Linked DNA regions of Pan troglodytes: region 1 is linked to region 2. Evidence: chromatin contacts called from public HiChIP or PLAC-seq data. All regions are on one chromosome and are shown on one strand. Each heading gives the region's core, a stretch centred on a gene start, on an enhancer-like site or on the middle of the called end of the contact. The rest is flanking DNA. Distances are from core to core; before and after follow the strand shown. Region 1 holds the start of LINC02688 (long intergenic non-protein coding RNA 2688). Region 2 holds the start of TSPAN4 (tetraspanin 4).

Region 1 (2,989 bases), core at 147-2,646, 220 kb after region 2:
CTGCGTCCTGGGAGCCTGAGATCCAGGAGTGGGTGGGATGGAGAATGGTTCTCCCTGGGTCACTCTGGAGGACCTCTTAAGGTGGACTTCTTAAGGGAGCCCCAGCTCCCACCTTGCCAAAGAGCCTCCGAGCCACACCTGCCTCCCCCAGGCCTCCAGTTGGTGCCCACATGCAGCCCCCACCGTGGGGTCACCCTGGGGTAAGGGTCTCTCCTCCCCTGCTAACCTTCTGCTGGGTCTTGGCATCCCTGGGATGAACCCTCCTGGCCTGGACCTTGCCGGCCCACATCAACCCCCAGCCCTCTGCTCCTTGGCCTCACCCACAGCCTGCAGAATGTAGGTGAGTTTCCTGGTGATAATATAATAATAGCAATGATGATGATGATGATGATGGCAATAACAATGATGACAGTCAACACTGCCACGTGCCGGGCTCTGGCCCTTTGCATGTCTGGGCCGGCTGTACAAGGCACTGCTGGGGCTCCCGGGCTGGGAGCCAGGGACAGGCACCGTCACAGCAGCCAAGGGGCCCCCCTACCACCCCAGCACCTGCTGGCCCTGAACCAGCTGCTCCTTGAGAACTTTGACTGACTCTTCCACTTGGCAGCATTTTAATCTGCTGGTGCAAGAGCCTTGTCGCTTCCTCAAAGCCTGTGCCCATGGCCGTGGGCAGCTGCCTGTCCCTGTGTAGGCAGAGCTGCGTCATGCCCTGTGGCCCCAGGTCTGGCTCTGGGGTTCTGGCTGGGCGGGGCCTGGAACCTTCTGGGAGTCACCATTGACTGGCTGCAGCCACCGGCTTCCCAGCAAGGATGTCCCCTTCTGTAGGAAAATGGGGACGTCGGGAGCATTCTCTGGACAGCAGGAGATGCATGTCGACAAGCTGGCCCTGCCTCTTCCCACTCCAGAGTGGTGAGTGGGGATTCTGGGGACTTCCCCGGCCCCCATGGGTCTTGCGTGTCCTGGTGCCCATGTGCCTCCAGTCCCAGGGTTGGCCACGGTGTGGACCCCTCCACTTTCCTCCAGGCCTGAGGTGGGACCCAGGTGGCCTGTCAAAGAAGAGCCCAGCCCAGACCCTCCCCCGACCCCTGGGGGAAGGAGGCCACCAGGCACCCCGCCTTCCTGCTGCCTATCAGGGTGAATCTCAGGGGACCCTGGTGCAGGAGGGGCTGGCTTTGAGCTGGACAGGCCTCTGGGGTTGCTCTGGTGGCCTTCCCTCTCTCTGGGTCAGACGTGCCCAGGCAGGGAGCGTCCAGGCCATGACAGAGCCGGGCCAGCTGGGGACAGGGCATCCCCCAGTGCAATCCTTGTAGCGAACGGGTCCTAGAGTGCAGCTGGCGGGACACTCCCGCCATCACTGGATTTACTGCAGGTGGAGACGGGTTCTGTGCCCACGTAGATGAGGAAACAGGCACAGAGAGGGGGCGGCCTGCCCAAGGTCACCGGGGAGGGAGTGGAGAGGCTGGATGCCCTTGGGCCCAGACTGCAGCCTCCCCTCCCCGATGTGCTGCGGCCCCAGTGTCCTGGGCCCCACGTGGCGCCTGAGCCCACAGGTGTCACCAAAGGTCTGAGTTGCGGGGACAAAGGCGGGGACAGGCCCGAGGTGCGGGGACAAAGGCGGGGACAGGCAACCCCTGCGGTTCGAGGGGTAGGAGGCCACACATCAGTCCCTGGGAGGGCAGGCAGGAGGTGGGCCCAGCGGGGCTGGGAAATGAGGGGCCAGTGCCCCTCGCTCACTGCAGGGGATGTGAGAGGGCGAGTGGTCGCTCAGCCACACCCACACCCGTGTGTACAGGACCCACGCCCGCCCGCCTTGCTGTCGCGCCTGTGCACGGCTCACACTCGGGCTCACACAGCTTCTCCCATTATTGAGGCGCTGCCGGGCCCTGCAGGACTCAGATTGTCCTGTGCAACTTGGCAGGGTCACCCTCACGCCTGCCCGGTGGCCCCACCTGCCCCACCTGCCCAGCTTCTCTCGCCTCTCAGTGCTGTCTGTCCCAGAGCCTCCCATCAATGGGGCCAGAGGGCTCTGGCCCGGCTGTGGGCTGACTGTTCTCCCCAAGATGCCTGAGAGCCACCCGGGCACCGGACTTGCCAACATGCAGGCACACGCAGGCACACACCTGGACCACACGGCCCTGAGCACACGCCTTGCCCAGCCCTCCTCCGGGCTGTGGTGCGGGTGCCAGGTGCCACCTGCTGGCGGGCTACAGCATCACGGCTCTCGCCCTCCGGAGCCTTCCATGGTGCCACACCAGCCTCTGGTCTGGCTGCAGACGGCTTGGGCTGGGCAGGGAAGCTTCCGCTGTCAGGGAGCCTGGGACCACAGACTTTGCTCCAAGCGCCCTGGGTGGGTAGAGGCCAGGTCCAGTATGAGGAGCCCTGGTTCCCTGAGGTAGATGGAGCCAGGCAGAAGTTGAGTAGACATGGGGGCTGCAGCCCTGGCCCCACTGCCCGACTCTCTCTCTGCATTTCAGGAGCTGGCAAGATCCAAGGGGGTCCCCAAGGCCCTGAGGCTGCACTGAGCACCCCTTTCCTGCCCATTTTCAGATGCAGCGGTGTCCTGGACCCCTGGGGAGAGGTGACCCCCCACCAGCAGGAAGCTGGGCCTGGTTTCTGTCCCTCTGCAGCCACAAGGCCTGGCCAGGATGCTGGGAGCACCACACCCTGGAGACTCAGCTCTCCAAGGACTCAGTGGGCCCCCGGCCCCCTGGACTCCCACCCAGACACCATCTCAACCCAGGTCTGTCTGCATCTCCCCGTCACTGCCCTGGGTTCTCCACTCCTGGACCCGACCCTGGTCCTGGGGCAGTGTCCCAGCTGCTGTGTCCCAGGCCCCCCATCCACTGACCTTGGCCCACCTTCTATGTGGCCCATTAGAGGGGTGTGGGGGCGCAACTTGCTTCTGCTGAACCCCTAGGCCTGCCAGGGGGCATCAGGATTCTGCACAGAGAGGCAGGGGACCTGGCCAGACATGCAGGTACCCACGTAC
Region 2 (2,700 bases), core at 47-2,546:
TCCACCTGCCTCCCAGACTCAAGCGATTCTCTCGTCTCAGCCTCCCAAGTAGCTGGGACCACAGGTGTGCACCGCCATGTCCGGCGAATTAAAAAGATAAGAGAGCCAGGCGCGGTGGCTCACGCCTGTAACCTCAGCACTTTGGGAGGTCGAGGCGGGTGGATCACCTGAGGTCAGGAGTTCCAGACCAGCCTGGCCAACATGGCGAAATCCCATCTCTACTGAAAATACAAAAATTAGCCGGGCGTGGTGGCACACGCCTGTAGTCCCAGCTACTCGGGAGGCTGAGACAGGAGAATTGCTGGAGCCCAGGAGGCGGAGGTTGCAGTGAGCCGAGATCGCGCCACTGCACTCCAACCTGGGCGACAGAGCGAGACTCCGTCTCAAAAAAGAAAAATAAGATAAAATAAATTTCTGGAGATCAGGGTCTCCCCAGGTTGTCCAGGCTGGTCTCGACCTCCTGGGCTCAAGCAAGCCTCTCGCCTCGGCCTCCCAAACTGCTGGGATTACAGATGTCAGCCGCCGCGCCCGCCCGTCCTGCAGCGAGGTTTGCAGGACATGGGGTGGGCCTGGGGGCAGAGACGGGAAAATAGGGCGGAGGCCAAGGGCTTTACTGCGGGTGACAAGACGCCTGCGACCCGCCAGGCCACCTAGAATCCCCAGGACACCACTGGTTTGAAGCCCAACTCCGTTCTCTTCCCCAGACTTCAGGGGATAACGTTCTCCCGAAAGCAGATCACAGAGCGGGGCTGGAGAAGCCGGGCCTGAAGCTGCTCATGGGGCGCTGGCCTCAGGCAGCGCTGCGCCTCCCGCCCCGGCGCGCACCCCAGGGCGGACTCAGCCCCCAGCCCCGGCCCGCACCCCACGGCGGACTCAGCCCCTAGCCCCGGCCCGCGCCTCACCCCTCGGTGTACTCGGCCTGCAGCAGCCCCAGGTAAGCCTCCCACTTGTTGCCGACGATCTTGCCACAAGTGAAGCAGCGTACAGGGATGATCATGGCGGCGGCGCGTCCCAGACTGCCCGGCCCGGCCCGGCCGCACGCGAAGAACCCCCCCAGGCCCCGCCCCGGGCGCGTCCACTGTCGCGGGAGGATCGGCTCCGCTCGTTCTCCGCTGCTCCGGCCGTCCCTCCACCGGCCCCGGCACCGCTGGCCGCAGTTTCCGCCGCGATGGGGGCTTCCCGTGCGTCCCGGGGCTCCTGGGCCTGTGCGTCCCGGGGCTCCCGGGCCCGCGCGGCCGCGGCAGCAGCAGACCGCACACCCCCGCCCACCGTCTTGGTGCATCCCGGCGCTACGGCGTCTGAGCAGGGCCGTAAAGCTGCGGCGGCGGTTCGCGTTTCTCGTGTCCGCTTGACTGACAGCTGCGCGGCGGGAGCGGGCGGCGCGAGCGGGAGGCGGCGGCAGGTACTGCGCCTGGGGGTTGTGGGGGCGTGCGGCCAGGGTCCCGTGGCCGGAGGTGTCCGACCGGGAGCGGCTGGAGCCGGACGCGAGCGGGGCGCGCGAGTTCGAGCCCAGAGCCGACACGCAGCAACAAGTGGGGTCCGGCGCGGGGGCTCGGGGAGAGGGCGGGCGGGGGCCGGGGCGGGTCTTCCTGCCGCCCCTCCTGGCTTCGCCGAGTAGTGGGTTCCTCCGCCTCGGCCTCTGCCCGCGGGGTGTCCGGGGCTCTCGGCGCTGAGTTCGGGGGTCCCATTCTGGACGCGGCCCAGCCCCTAGGGGCGCCGCCCTGGCCTCAGCTGCGCAATTACGGCCCCCGCCGGCAGCTCCCCGCCCCGGGCCCCTGTCCGCGTTCTTTCCGCTCTTTCCCGGGAATGTGGTCGGGGTGCGCCCTCCCGGGTCCCGGCTCTGCTGGCTGCTCGCCGTCCCGAGCTCCCGACGCTCAGACGCGCCTCTGAGCACGGGGAGAGGGGACCCGGGAGGGAGGTCGGGGAGGGCGTCGTGAAAGAGGTGCTCTTTGAGCTGAACCTGGAAGACCCCGGCACAGGGGATCCCTGGGCAGACTCCCGGAGGCTGCACTGGCAGGACCCGCTGAAGGCCTAAGCTCTGGCTTGCCCTGGAGCTCAGGGCCTACGGAGGACGAGGGACGAGGAGCCCGTGTCTCTCGGATGGAGTGCGGGGGTGCTGGCACCAGCACCCTTCTTGCTGTGCCCCTGGGGTGGGGGTGAGGAAATGGGGGGTCGGTGTGCAGTGAGAGGCAAAGAAGGTCCCTTGGAGGTGCGAGGTGGGCTGTGGGGGGTGGGTGGGCCGCAAAGCGGCACCCATGGGGGGCTCTGGGCTGGTTTGCCGGCCTGGGGCTTCTGGCTGGGGTGGGACCTGTGTTGGGTTCCAGGCATCAGCTGCCGTTTTCTCAGGGCAATGCTGCGTCTGTCTTAGTTGCAGAGGAGGAGGACGAAGGGTTTTCTGGGTCCGGAGTGGTGCTGGCCAGATCCACTGCACGCTTGGGGTTTCCGCTCCCACCCTGGCCAGGGCCCTGGGCAGCTTCCCCAGTGGCATTTGCCATACCCCACCCAGCCACGTGCGGAGCCACGAGCCGAGGCCACTTCCCTTCCCTGACCCCCTCCCCCCAGGATGAGTGGACGCACATCCTGCTCTGGGCAGAAGGGCAGGACAGGGGCCCTGAGTAACGGTGGCCTGGGGTCAGAGCCAGGTTCAGCTGCGAGGCTGCTGGTGGCTGTGGAGGTGAGGGGGGCAGGGGGGTCCCGGAT

What was found. HiChIP or PLAC-seq counts read pairs in DNA pulled down with a chosen protein or histone mark.
Region 1: an H3K4me3 HiChIP or PLAC-seq map of stem cell-derived excitatory neurons shows a contact between it and region 2, with 4 times the contacts expected there. The contact joins the promoter of LINC02688 here to the promoter of TSPAN4 in region 2. A contact is called at or near these places in 3 of 7 Hi-C or Micro-C datasets (blood, a lymphoblastoid cell line and stem cell-derived neural progenitor cells) and 1 of 1 datasets of contacts at active chromatin or transcription factors (stem cell-derived excitatory neurons).

The regions. Positions count from the first base shown.
Region 1 is chr9:5,296,875-5,299,863 of NHGRI_mPanTro3-v2.0_pri, forward strand. LINC02688 (long intergenic non-protein coding RNA 2688) reads left to right here and starts at 1,397. Exons shown (of 4, transcript XR_010147407.1): 1 at 1,397-1,562; 2 at 2,070-2,740.
Region 2 is chr9:5,074,450-5,077,149 of NHGRI_mPanTro3-v2.0_pri, forward strand. It overlaps TSPAN4 (tetraspanin 4), which reads left to right and starts at 1,297. Exons shown (of 9, transcript XM_016920068.4): 1 at 1,297-1,402. POLR2L (RNA polymerase II, I and III subunit L) reads right to left here and starts at 1,061. Exons shown (of 2, transcript XM_009459661.3): 1 at 903-1,061. The coding sequence starts at 997.